Regions from separate parts of the Zea mays genome. Here all the other regions are linked to region 1. The links are chromatin contacts, called in public Hi-C maps. All regions are on one chromosome and are shown on one strand. The core of a region is the stretch at or near the end of the contact, and the rest is flanking DNA. Distances in the headings are between cores, read along the strand shown. Region 1 holds the start of LOC100217277. Region 2 holds the start of LOC103647301 (non-lysosomal glucosylceramidase). Region 3 holds the start of LOC542644 (plasma membrane intrinsic protein 2).

The links. Hi-C and Micro-C count contacts between places; a contact is called where the count stands out from the background.
Region 2: a Hi-C map of ear shows a contact between it and region 1, with 2.0 times the contacts expected there. The contact joins the promoter of LOC103647301 here to the promoter of LOC100217277 in region 1. A contact is called at or near these places in 2 of 25 Hi-C or Micro-C datasets (ear and tassel).
Region 3: a Hi-C map of leaf shows a contact between it and region 1, with 3 times the contacts expected there. The contact joins the promoter of LOC542644 here to the promoter of LOC100217277 in region 1. A contact is called at or near these places in 5 of 25 Hi-C or Micro-C datasets (bundle sheath, ear, leaf and 1 more).

The regions. Positions count from the first base shown.
Region 1 is chr2:173,202,149-173,205,654 of Zm-B73-REFERENCE-NAM-5.0, reverse strand. LOC100217277 reads right to left here and starts at 1,990. Exons shown (of 8, transcript NM_001143629.2): 1 at 1,484-1,990. The coding sequence starts at 1,951. LOC100284471 (DNA-directed RNA polymerases I, II, and III 7.3 kDa polypeptide) reads right to left here. Exons shown (of 3, transcript NM_001157366.1): 3 at 2,504-2,749. The coding sequence ends at 2,727.
Region 2 is chr2:173,421,324-173,424,829 of Zm-B73-REFERENCE-NAM-5.0, reverse strand. LOC103647301 (non-lysosomal glucosylceramidase) reads right to left here and starts at 1,654. Exons shown (of 18, transcript XM_008671844.3): 1 at 731-1,654; 2 at 83-193. The coding sequence starts at 811.
Region 3 is chr2:173,062,674-173,066,179 of Zm-B73-REFERENCE-NAM-5.0, reverse strand. It overlaps LOC542644 (plasma membrane intrinsic protein 2), which reads right to left and starts at 1,935. Exons shown (of 3, transcript NM_001112168.1): 1 at 1,193-1,935. The coding sequence starts at 1,816.

The sequences.
Region 1 (3,506 bases), core at 741-3,240:
GTGCATCCAAAATTCATGAAAAACAAATAAAATGGGTACAATCCTAGAAACACTCTCTGAATATAAAAATAAAAAGAGGCTATTGTGTTTGTGTCACTGGATGGAAGTGCAATTGTGATTTCGCCTCCTTTTTGAAAAAGGAGAACAAGTGTGGGCTTGTTCTGGTAGAGACACTTGACGGTGTGAAATATAGGGGCAAATGACAATTAAAAAACAGCCAAATTAAAAGGCAGGGCAAAATCACAATTGTAAACAAAGAAAATTGTGATTTTGACCATGCTTTTGAATTTGGTTGTTCTGTAATTGTGATTTTGCCCTTGTATTTCACATCGTCAAGTGCTTCTAACGGAGCAGGCCCAAATTTGCTCTTCATTTTCAAAAGGGAGGCCCAAAATCACAAAGTTAAATATTTTTTTTGGGGCGGTGGGGGGTGGGGGGGGGGGGGGAGGGAGGTGTAAAAATCACAATTTCGCTTCCATCCAGGGATGGAAACACAATAGCCCAAAATAAAAAAAACAGTGAAAGGTCAACACACTTATTTTCCAATACCATACCTGATCTATCCACATTGATAATTCAGTGTATTAGACAGGAGCAAATGAATCAAACTATGATGAGTACATGATATACTATGATATAGTATGATAATAGCTCAGTGATATGGGAGATAACTCTATTGTCGACGACAGGGGCGGATCTAGAATTTTTCCATGACCACCAAACCTACTGAATTTCATTCTCTTCTTTTCATCTTAGCCATTTTATATTAGATCAAATAGAGACTCTTGTAGAGTTATATGGATCAAGCCCCAGGCCACGGACCGAGTGGCCAAGGGTGTAGATCCGCCCCTGATCAAGGATGAAATGCAAGTCTGCAATAAACCCTAGACTTTACCCTGTAATCAAGGATGAATTGCAGGTATGGACTCAGTCCTAGACTTTATCAGAAAAAGGGACTGCAATGTGGATCATAAGATGCAAGAAATTAACACATGGTTGACCCACGTAATTTGCAGTCTATCGCAGTTTGATTGGTATTTGATTGTTGCTCACTTTGTTGGAGCAGCACAAAACGACCCTTATTTTTTTCAATATACAGTGGATGTACATGTATGGTTACTATTTGGCCCATGTTCTCTAAAACGGTTAGTGAGCAAGGGTTGAAACTAGTTGTTTCGAAAATAATGCCATCCTAAAAAGTGCAAGCGATTACAATCACTAGCTACACAATTGTGCAGGCTAAGCTGCTAGTACAGAGCTTAATTCATTTCCCACAGAAGAGCTGCTAAAGCCAGAGGGGGTTGATCCTGCAGAATTTGGTTCTAAATTTTAACAATCAGTTCAATGGTTAAGCATATCCCAGCACATGAGTACCAATTACGTGGGAATCACTAACCTAATCCCGACTTGAAACTTTACATCGACGTTGCCACCAGGAAATGAATGTGCAGCTTGCCACGACATTTGGTCAACACGCCCTTACCCTATCGAATCCGGAATCGCACCCGAGGGCGGCGGAGAAGGTGGAGGAGAGGTACACCAGGTCCTGCTTAAACCTGAACCCCAGCTTGAGCGTCTCAGGCCGCTCGAACAGCTCTCGCAGCGGTGCCCACAGGTCGGCGAGCGGCACGGAAAGCAGGTCGACGACAAACACCTCGCTGCGCTCGCCCTCACCTCCACCACCATCGCTGAAGCGGCAGGCCACCTGGAGCAGCGTCACCGTCGGGAACTTCGGCGGCGCTGGAGATGTCTCGGACGCCGGCGTCGTGTCGTCGCCCAGGGCCGCAGGGTCGGCAGCGGCAGGGCTACCGCGGCGGCGCGGCTTCCACTCTGCGTCAAGAGCGACGACACGGGCGGCGGCGAGGGAGCGCAGTAGGAGGGCGATCCCCGACGAGGATCCGCCGCCGGTGACGAGGTGCACGGCGAAAGGGGGCGCTGGCGCGTGGTCCATCGATGCGGTAGGGGAAAGGAAGCGAAATGGGAGCACGATGGAGCCGCGGGGCCTGGCCTGCGCGTTTTTACGTGGAACTGTGGAAGCGGCGGCGTACGGTGTATTCGTAGTGAACGGCGTATACGAAATTGGGAGTACGGAAGTAGACCGTATATGCGTAATTACGCTGCCCAAGCTGGACACTACAAGCAGACCGCATACATCTGAATCGCACCCGTCAGCCCATCACATTTTCATCAGTTCCGAATGAACGGATCAAGTGAGGGCACAAACAATATTCCAGCCGTATAAGGAGGTGTTTGGTTTCTAGGGACTAATGTTTAGTCCCTTCATTTTATTCCATTTTAGTATATAAATTGATATATATAGAAACTAAAATAGAGTTTTAATTTCTATATTTGATGATTTTGTAACTAAAGTGGAATAAAATGTAGGGACTAAAAATTAGTCCCTACAAACCAAACACCCCCTAAATCGATATTTCCACTGAACACCAAACAAATGGCCAATAAATAAATAATAACGCAGGCATAACAGGCACGCATTAGATTCGGTACTTAGGAGGACCCATCAACATATTACTGCAGTATCTCAATGCTCAAATCCGACCCTAGTTCAAGCCTTACATATTAAAGTTTTCAAGCCCAAAAGAGGCACACGACATTCATTCAAACATTATGTCTGACACTTTCATTTCCCTCACAAGACTCTTTACATAGGTGAGTGGCGAGTAATAGATCAACCATCTCCAGTGTTTTTCCCCTGTCGTCACTCCTCAGCGTGCTTCAAATTGGACAACTATACAAGAAACATAACATTTTGGTGAGGAAGGCCACACATGAGAACAAAGATCAAATTAGAAATTAAAACATGGTCCAATAGACCAACCATGACATCTAACTTCACACCCTATACCATCTTATAAGTGGCTAGAATTGTCAACCATGAACTCTAATTTCACACTCAATTCAGCTACCATTTTCTGCAGGTCATCATTAAATTACTAATGAGCACTAAGCATTATCAACCAGTAAATAGTCACATAAAACAGGGTCGAAGGCATCGACCCTCAACCCATGAATGCCATTCCTGACCCAATTACATAGTGTCATTTTCGATCCTGCTGTGTAAAAAGCCTTCACAAGTAGTCTACCATGTTCCTCGACCCCATCGACCAAGAAACTGTGACTATGCCCGTAACGATAATCAAACCAATCACTACTTTTGAATGTGCACACATTTTTCTAAGAAAAACAAATGTATGATATGTGCATAATTGAGACATGGAGGCAAACAATGTTCTAAAAACAAGTCTATAGCTGATTAGGCACTTGGCCAATTAATCATAATGCACCCTTTACGTTTCTATAAGCGACCCATTAGCTATCCATTTAATCCATTGTACGCTGCTACCTTTATAAATCATTCCTGTGACATCACTGAACCTTTAGGCTTGGCATGGCAGGTATATTACTGACAATGCAAGAAAAAATATTATGTTTTGGGGTATACATACAGATGATGCACTTTATCGTCAACACCACCACAACAGAGG
Region 2 (3,506 bases), core at 405-2,904, 220 kb before region 1:
AGACTTCAGCAGGCTTAAGTAACAGAGAAGACAGGTACAAGTTCCATTAACGAGGGAAGCCGAAAGCTGCATTTTTCCATACCATTCTAATTGCTTCTCTGAATGTGACATTGAACTCCTTCAATCTATTAGCATGACTACTTAGTTTCCTTCTCCATGCATGCTCTGGTGGTGAGCCATCATCAAAGTCGAGCTGAGCATTCCCAAAAGTAATGATCAATAAGAAATAAAGCCAGTCACTGCAGAATTCCATACCATACCCTCGACTACTCATATATTTTTCTCAAAACTTAACCAAATCAAATGGGAAACTTTGTCCACAATCTTGTGACGCTTTCAACAAATACAAATGGTTAAGCAATTTGCTGTTTAATTTGGTAAGCCAATAAAATTCTTAATACAGTTATTAACGATGGAAAAAAAATACAACTTTTTTTATCTGCAAAAGTCAGTTAAACAAGTACTAATTCATCTAGCGCAATTTGGGCCTTTAAAGAAACATTTCAGAAGACTCTGAATACTAACAATCATCATAAGCAGCAAGAGAGCAGAATAAGATATCGCAAATAGGCTAGCTCACTAGAATCAACTTCATCCATCAAATGCTCTATGCTACCAAATTTAGTACCAAGGCGGATATTACAGTTTTGTCACTTCCCAGTAGGCGAGGCAATGTCTGCAGCTACTAGCGGAGGATCAACTGAAGGAAGAGGGGCGAGAAGAATCTTACCAATTGCAGCGTGCTCCGGCTCACGAACTCATCGGCACGCCACGAGCGCTTCCTCCGGTAGAGCAGATTCCCGCTGACCATTCCGATGGACCCGCCAAAACCCCAAGTATAGGGTCCCGGCTAAGCACAGAGCCGAGCTCCGACTTGAAGAAACACTCGGTAATTACTCAAAGTTGGGAGAAAAAATCGTGGTTTTTTTTCCTTCTTTTTGGTGTGTATAGAGAGAGCGACAAAAGAAAGAAGCGACAATTTTGACCACAGGATAGTACGATTCCCCCTATGGACCGGAACTAACAAAAGTTCCAAACAGATTGAAACCAGGAGGAAACGGGACGACTTTAGCTATGCTTGTGCTATTACAAGCGCCAAAAGGAATCGTCAGTCGCCACGGCCAAGAATTACCAATAAAAGAAAAAAATAAAACCGGCAAAACCAGCAAGAAGAAATCAGCTCGACGGAATTAATGGCTCACCGGCGAAAAGACAATCGCCCGTATGTTCTGAGGAGGCTACGAGAAAGCTTTAACCCTTATCTTTATTTCTTTCCTATCTATAAAACAAACGAGAAAGACCGTCACAGCCGATTGTCCAGAGGTCGCTGTCGCTGTCGCTGCAGTTCTCCTTGCCAGGTCGCCGGGCCGTGACGGGACGGGACGGCTAGTCTTTTGTCCAGCGTCGTTGCGAGTGGACGGGCGCCAGCTCATCAGCGAAGCTTCATCACTGCAAACCGAGATCTCTGTTTCCCCTTTGACCCTTTCCGGCGGGCGTTTTGGTTCGGTGAAAAGAAGAGCAAGCAGACAGTACCGGCTCCTCGCCGGCCGGCGGCGGCGGCGTGGCCAATTTTAACGATGCTCGCGCACAAGAGAGTGGTTTTTGGTGGTCCCGTCGCCTAGTCGGCACCAGGGAATACTTTCCCAGACCAAAATCGGCGAATTTTTGGGGGAAATTCGTCTCCGTACTACCCGGAAATAAATTTCATCCACATTTCGGTAGACTTTGTTTCAAATTTTAAGAATTTTAAAAATTATAAGGTCAGGAAAAAAATGATACAAAAAATTAGATGTTTTCTGAATATTTTGATACATTGAATTTTAAACAAACATATTTGGTCGGTTAAAGAAACCACCAGACCCGTTAATTCATTTACATGACCCAACCAATCCTCTCGATTTAATCTCCTTTGCTCCCAAATTAGAATCGTCCTAAGCAGCCCTATTCGTCGCGGCCACAATGAAATCCATCGAATTGCGGGGTTTTCGGTCACGCCTATTTTGTTGTGAAACTTTGGTTTGTCTCTGTTCAATCATGTTTAGCTCCGATTTGTGATTTATTTGAAATATGTTTTGTGTATTTGTTGAATTTGCCAAGTAACATATATTACTGCAGAAAATATATATGTTATTTAGATGTTAGTATTATTTATATGGTTGTATTAGATGGCAGGTAACATGTGATTTTGATGGTAGCATTATTTATGTGATTTATATGGTAGTATTATTTACTCTCTTGGTCCCAATTTATATTTCGTTTAGATTTTTATACCAAGTTTGATCGGTTTGTCTTATTCAAATTTTGTGGAAAAAAATAAAAATTCAAAGTCATACTTCAAATATATTATATGTTAAACGATGTCAAAGGTAAAAAAAAAAATAGTTATGAGTTTTTATAATAAACGAGGCAAATTTGGGTAAAAAATCAGACGAATCGTCGTATACGGTAGTATTAGACGTTAGTGTGTAAATTACTTTTTATATTAACAAGAAGATATTCTTATGCGGGTCGAGAAAACCCCCGAACTTCTGCTCCACCTGACCACCCATACACAACGGCTCCGTAGTCCATGTCAAGATTAAGACCGGACCTGAGAAATGCTACGCAGACCATCTAACGAACTTAGCTAAAGGCCCTTTTGCCTTAAAATGTTTTAGATAGTAGTTGTAATTATTTACATCCATGTTAGTATGATTTGCATCATTACTTGTATTGTAATATGTGACATGGCGAAGAGTGAAGGTGGTGCTACATGGTTGAAGGAGCATCTGACACATAGAGGATTAAACGTGATGATTTGTCTTTTTGTTTCTTTTAAGTAAAGACATACTTTATACATGAATTAGACAATATAAAGAATAAGAAGAGAGAAAGGATTTGGCAAGGCTAAAGAGGTATTTGTTTCCAACCAACTAAAGTTTAGTTTCTGTCACATTGAATGTTTAGTGGTAATTACGAGTATTAAATATAGTCTAGTTATAAAACTTATTACACAGGTAAAGACTAAGTCATATACAGCCCACACACAAATGTTGTCTATATGTGTATTGAAAAACACGTGCAGACAATATAAATAACAAGTCATACAATAGGTTGTATGTTTACACTGTTTATAAAATTTCTAATTTATAGGTGAAACACTGATCGAAACAGTCATACAGTGGTTCTCTTACCGTCTATTGACATTAGAACACGAACCGAAGCCATCATCATGAAAGGACGATTGGTGTCTCTCTCTCGATCTCATCCTTAATTAGTGTTCACGTTAGATTTCTCCATTTAATTGTTGCTTCGTGGCTACTTAGAGACGACAGATTTAATGTTGTTGTATGTGCCAAGACGAATTTATTAACATTATTAAGATTATATTTAATATTCATGATTAATATTAAATGCGACATGAACTAAACTTTATTCGGCGAATCCAATTGTCCTATAAAATCTCTACTCCTATTAAGAACGTAAGGAGGACGTCCACAGCCCCTCGTGCCCCCGCCCGTGATGCC
Region 3 (3,506 bases), core at 686-3,185, 140 kb after region 1:
CTGTGGCTGTGTGTCAAAGAAACTGTCAAGGGAAGAGACCAGACCACCGGCCTCTCCTCTCTTTTCCCGCCCGATCTGGCATGCTTTGGCTAATGGACACACGCCAAAAAACACAGGTCAGTGTGGCCTTGGCTTTAGTAGCTGGTGTGTGTGCAAGTCGCCGACCCGATCCACCCAAGTGACCACGTCCACGGCACCGCGTGTTTTTGCTGGACACACACGACTCGTACTTGACCGGGGGGTCGCGCAAAAAGGCATCACGTCGCCCAGTGTCCCCCGTCCAATGCTCACGCACGAAAGGGGGATATGCCCACCACTAGCGCAGCCCAGCGCAGTGCCTGCTAAAGTGACTGCTGAGTTTCACCTAGCCACACACATATGCGTGCATGCTGCCTTCGGATTCACGGATTCTGCACGTATATTTTGTACCGCTGCCGTGCACGGATTCTATCTGTGTGTGTGCTTAGGCCACCTCCAGCACCCTGAATAAATGACCGTACAGAGATTACACTGTTTACAGATTAGAGTTTAAAATAAGAAATTAGACGTATAAACAGTGTGTTGGAGATAGACATAGTAAAGATATAGTACGCACCACCATACGATGGTCGGCCAACTCCAGCAAAGTTTTTCTCCTCAAAACAACACGCGAAATTTAGGTGGATAGGCTCGCTGACAAGCCATTGGGACAACGCATGCACAAGGGAAGGGAGGTGCACGGACCAGCTCATCACGACAAGGACTGGATGGACCCGAGCCGGCGGACCATGTACTACTGTACGTACCCCTGCTACAGGGCCGGACCAGACCCCCAGCTCAGCTTTTTACACGATGGTCGATGGGGGGTGGATAAGGTCGGAGCTATGTCCGGCTCCGAAGATGGATGTCCTCTGTGGATGAGAGTACGGGACTCTTTAATAACGGCCATTATCACGACTATGAAGCCCTTAATGACGTGTTGTGCTATTTACTACTACTATTTGCTACCATGACTTCAGCTCTAGCTAACCTCCTCCCCTTGAACTCCAACAAACAAACAGCTACTGAGCTACAGTGTGTAGTACGACGAGTATGCGCGCTGCGCGCAGTAAGATCGAGGCACAAAAAGTAGTAGAAACATAAATAAAAGAGAAGGGAAGCTAAGAGAGGCGGTGGCGTTGGTCGGGGCCGGGTGGTGGCGTGGTGTGCTCACCGGGACGTGGGAGTCGCGGGCGTTGCGCTTGGGGTCGGTGGCGGAGAAGACGGTGTACACGAGCACGAAGGTGCCGACGATCTCGGCGCCGAGCCCCGCGCCGCGGGAGTAGCCGGACGCGAGCGAGTTGGCGCCGCCGCCGTACCGGTCGAAGTAGGCGCTCTGGAACGCCTTGACGAGGCCGACGCCGCAGACGGCGCCGAGGCACTGCGCCACCATGTACAGCAGCGCGCGCACCAGCGACACCTTGCGCGCCAGGAAGAGGCCGAAGGTGACGGCCGGGTTGATGTGGCCCCCCGAGATGCCGGCGGTGCAGTAGACCAGCACGAAGATCATGCCGCCGAAGGCCCACGCGATGCCCAGCACGCCCACGCCGCCGCACGCCGCGTCCGCCCCGGCCCCCGACGCAGACGCGTCCGTCTGGTGCTTGTACCCGATCACCGTCGCCACCGTCACGTACAGGAACAGCAGCGTCGCGATGAACTCCGCGATCACCGCGCGGTACAGCGACCACGAACCCAGCTCCGCCGCGTCCACCAGCGGCGCCGGCGGCGGGTCCGTGTAGTCCTTGGCGGCGAACTCCCCGCCGCCCGCGCCGCTCTGGACCACGTCGTCCTTGCCCATGGCCTCCCCCTCCGCCTCCTCCTCTAGAGACTAGACTTGCTTTAGCGTAGCAGCTGCGAGAGAGCGCGAGCAAGCTGGCGCCGCTTGCAACAAGGATGTTAAGGAATGGCCGAATGGATGAGTGCGTGAGGTGGGGGAGTGAGAGCGAGAGGGTGGAGCTATTTATGGAGGGAGCGGAGAGTAGGTAAGTGACAACACAGCATAATAGTGCTGCAAGGCTGGTGTGCGGGCCATGCCCCCCTCCCCCTCTGATTTATATTCATATTATATCACCTGATTCATAGAATGGACCAGAAAATCCAGACCAATTTCTATTTTCTATTTTTCAGAAACTTAAAATTGTGTTGCTAGGATTGAATGGCCTTCTCTTTTCTTCCACTCTGTTTTTTTTTTGTCTTTTAAAAGTAGGAGTGGTATATTTGCTGACGCTCTCGCGCTGTCTTTTTGGTTTTGTTTGCCTGCTGCAATCCAAGTCCAACGATGCTGGCCGTGCAAGCGATCTGCTACAAAGCCAAGGATATATATCCCCCACAATCCACGGCTGCTGGGGTATTTGTTTTCTTGGAAAACAAAATCGGCAGAAGTTTCCAGGGGATGGAATCCTGGGGAAAAAAAAAAGAAAAATACGACAAGATATTCTTTTAAAAGGACGAGATGTGACATGACAAGATATGCGGATCATTGGTTTCGCTTCGCTGTCAGACAATTCAAACAGCTAAAAAAATACTGACAAACCCCTCCCCCTACCCCTCTATCTCTCTATATGTTGTAAATTAAAAAACAAGGGATCCTGGTTTGGATTGAAGAAATATTTCTTGAATCCTACGTGTTTTCTCTCTCTCTCTCTCTCTCTTTGTAAACTAATTTGTATGAAATTTTTATACTGTTTCTGTAAAACTCATACGTTGCAAAGAATCTCCTATAGTACATCCGAAAAGCTTTTGATATGGTACATGTGAAAACTATAAAACTTATACCACAATCCTATATATAGTATTTTTTTAAAAAAACTGATGATCGAATATATAGATGTTTGGCTAAGGAAAACATTACCTCTAAACAAATATTAATTAGTTAACTAAAGTTTATGTTGTGTTGATCCATTGGAAAAAACGAGAATTGTATTCCCACGTGAACCGGCGGGTTTACTGTGGAAAATTTGCTGGCCATGTGGCAGGCAGAGCAGAGCAGAGCAGAGCGGGGGAAGGAGATAAACGACAACAACCCGCACTAGCGGACCGCATCGCATCGGATCGCATCGCATCGCATCGCAATGAGTGAGCCCGCCCCGCGCGCTGCACAACGTGTGCCATGCATTCGCGCTGGTGGTGATGGCGTTTTGGCCACCGGCGTTCTGCGCGGGCGGGCGAGCGACCGGCCAGCCATGGTGAGCTGGGCGAGACCGTGCCGTACTGGCGTGCTGTGCGTGTCCGCGAATGCATGGTTGCATGTGCCTGTGCGCGGCTGGCTGGGTCTGGGTGGCGTTGGCGGCGGCTGCTTCTATGCGGGTTGCGTGTGCGCACTCCATCAAGCCGGCATCCGGCGTGGCGCCAACGCCAAGTGGATGGACGGACGGACGCACGCCCGCCCGTGCTACCATCTTGTATCGTCTCACATCTCCCGAGCTATCGACCGGATGTGTGTGCTCGGCTTACTAGCTGCACGGTAAAAGGTCGACAATGACACGTAC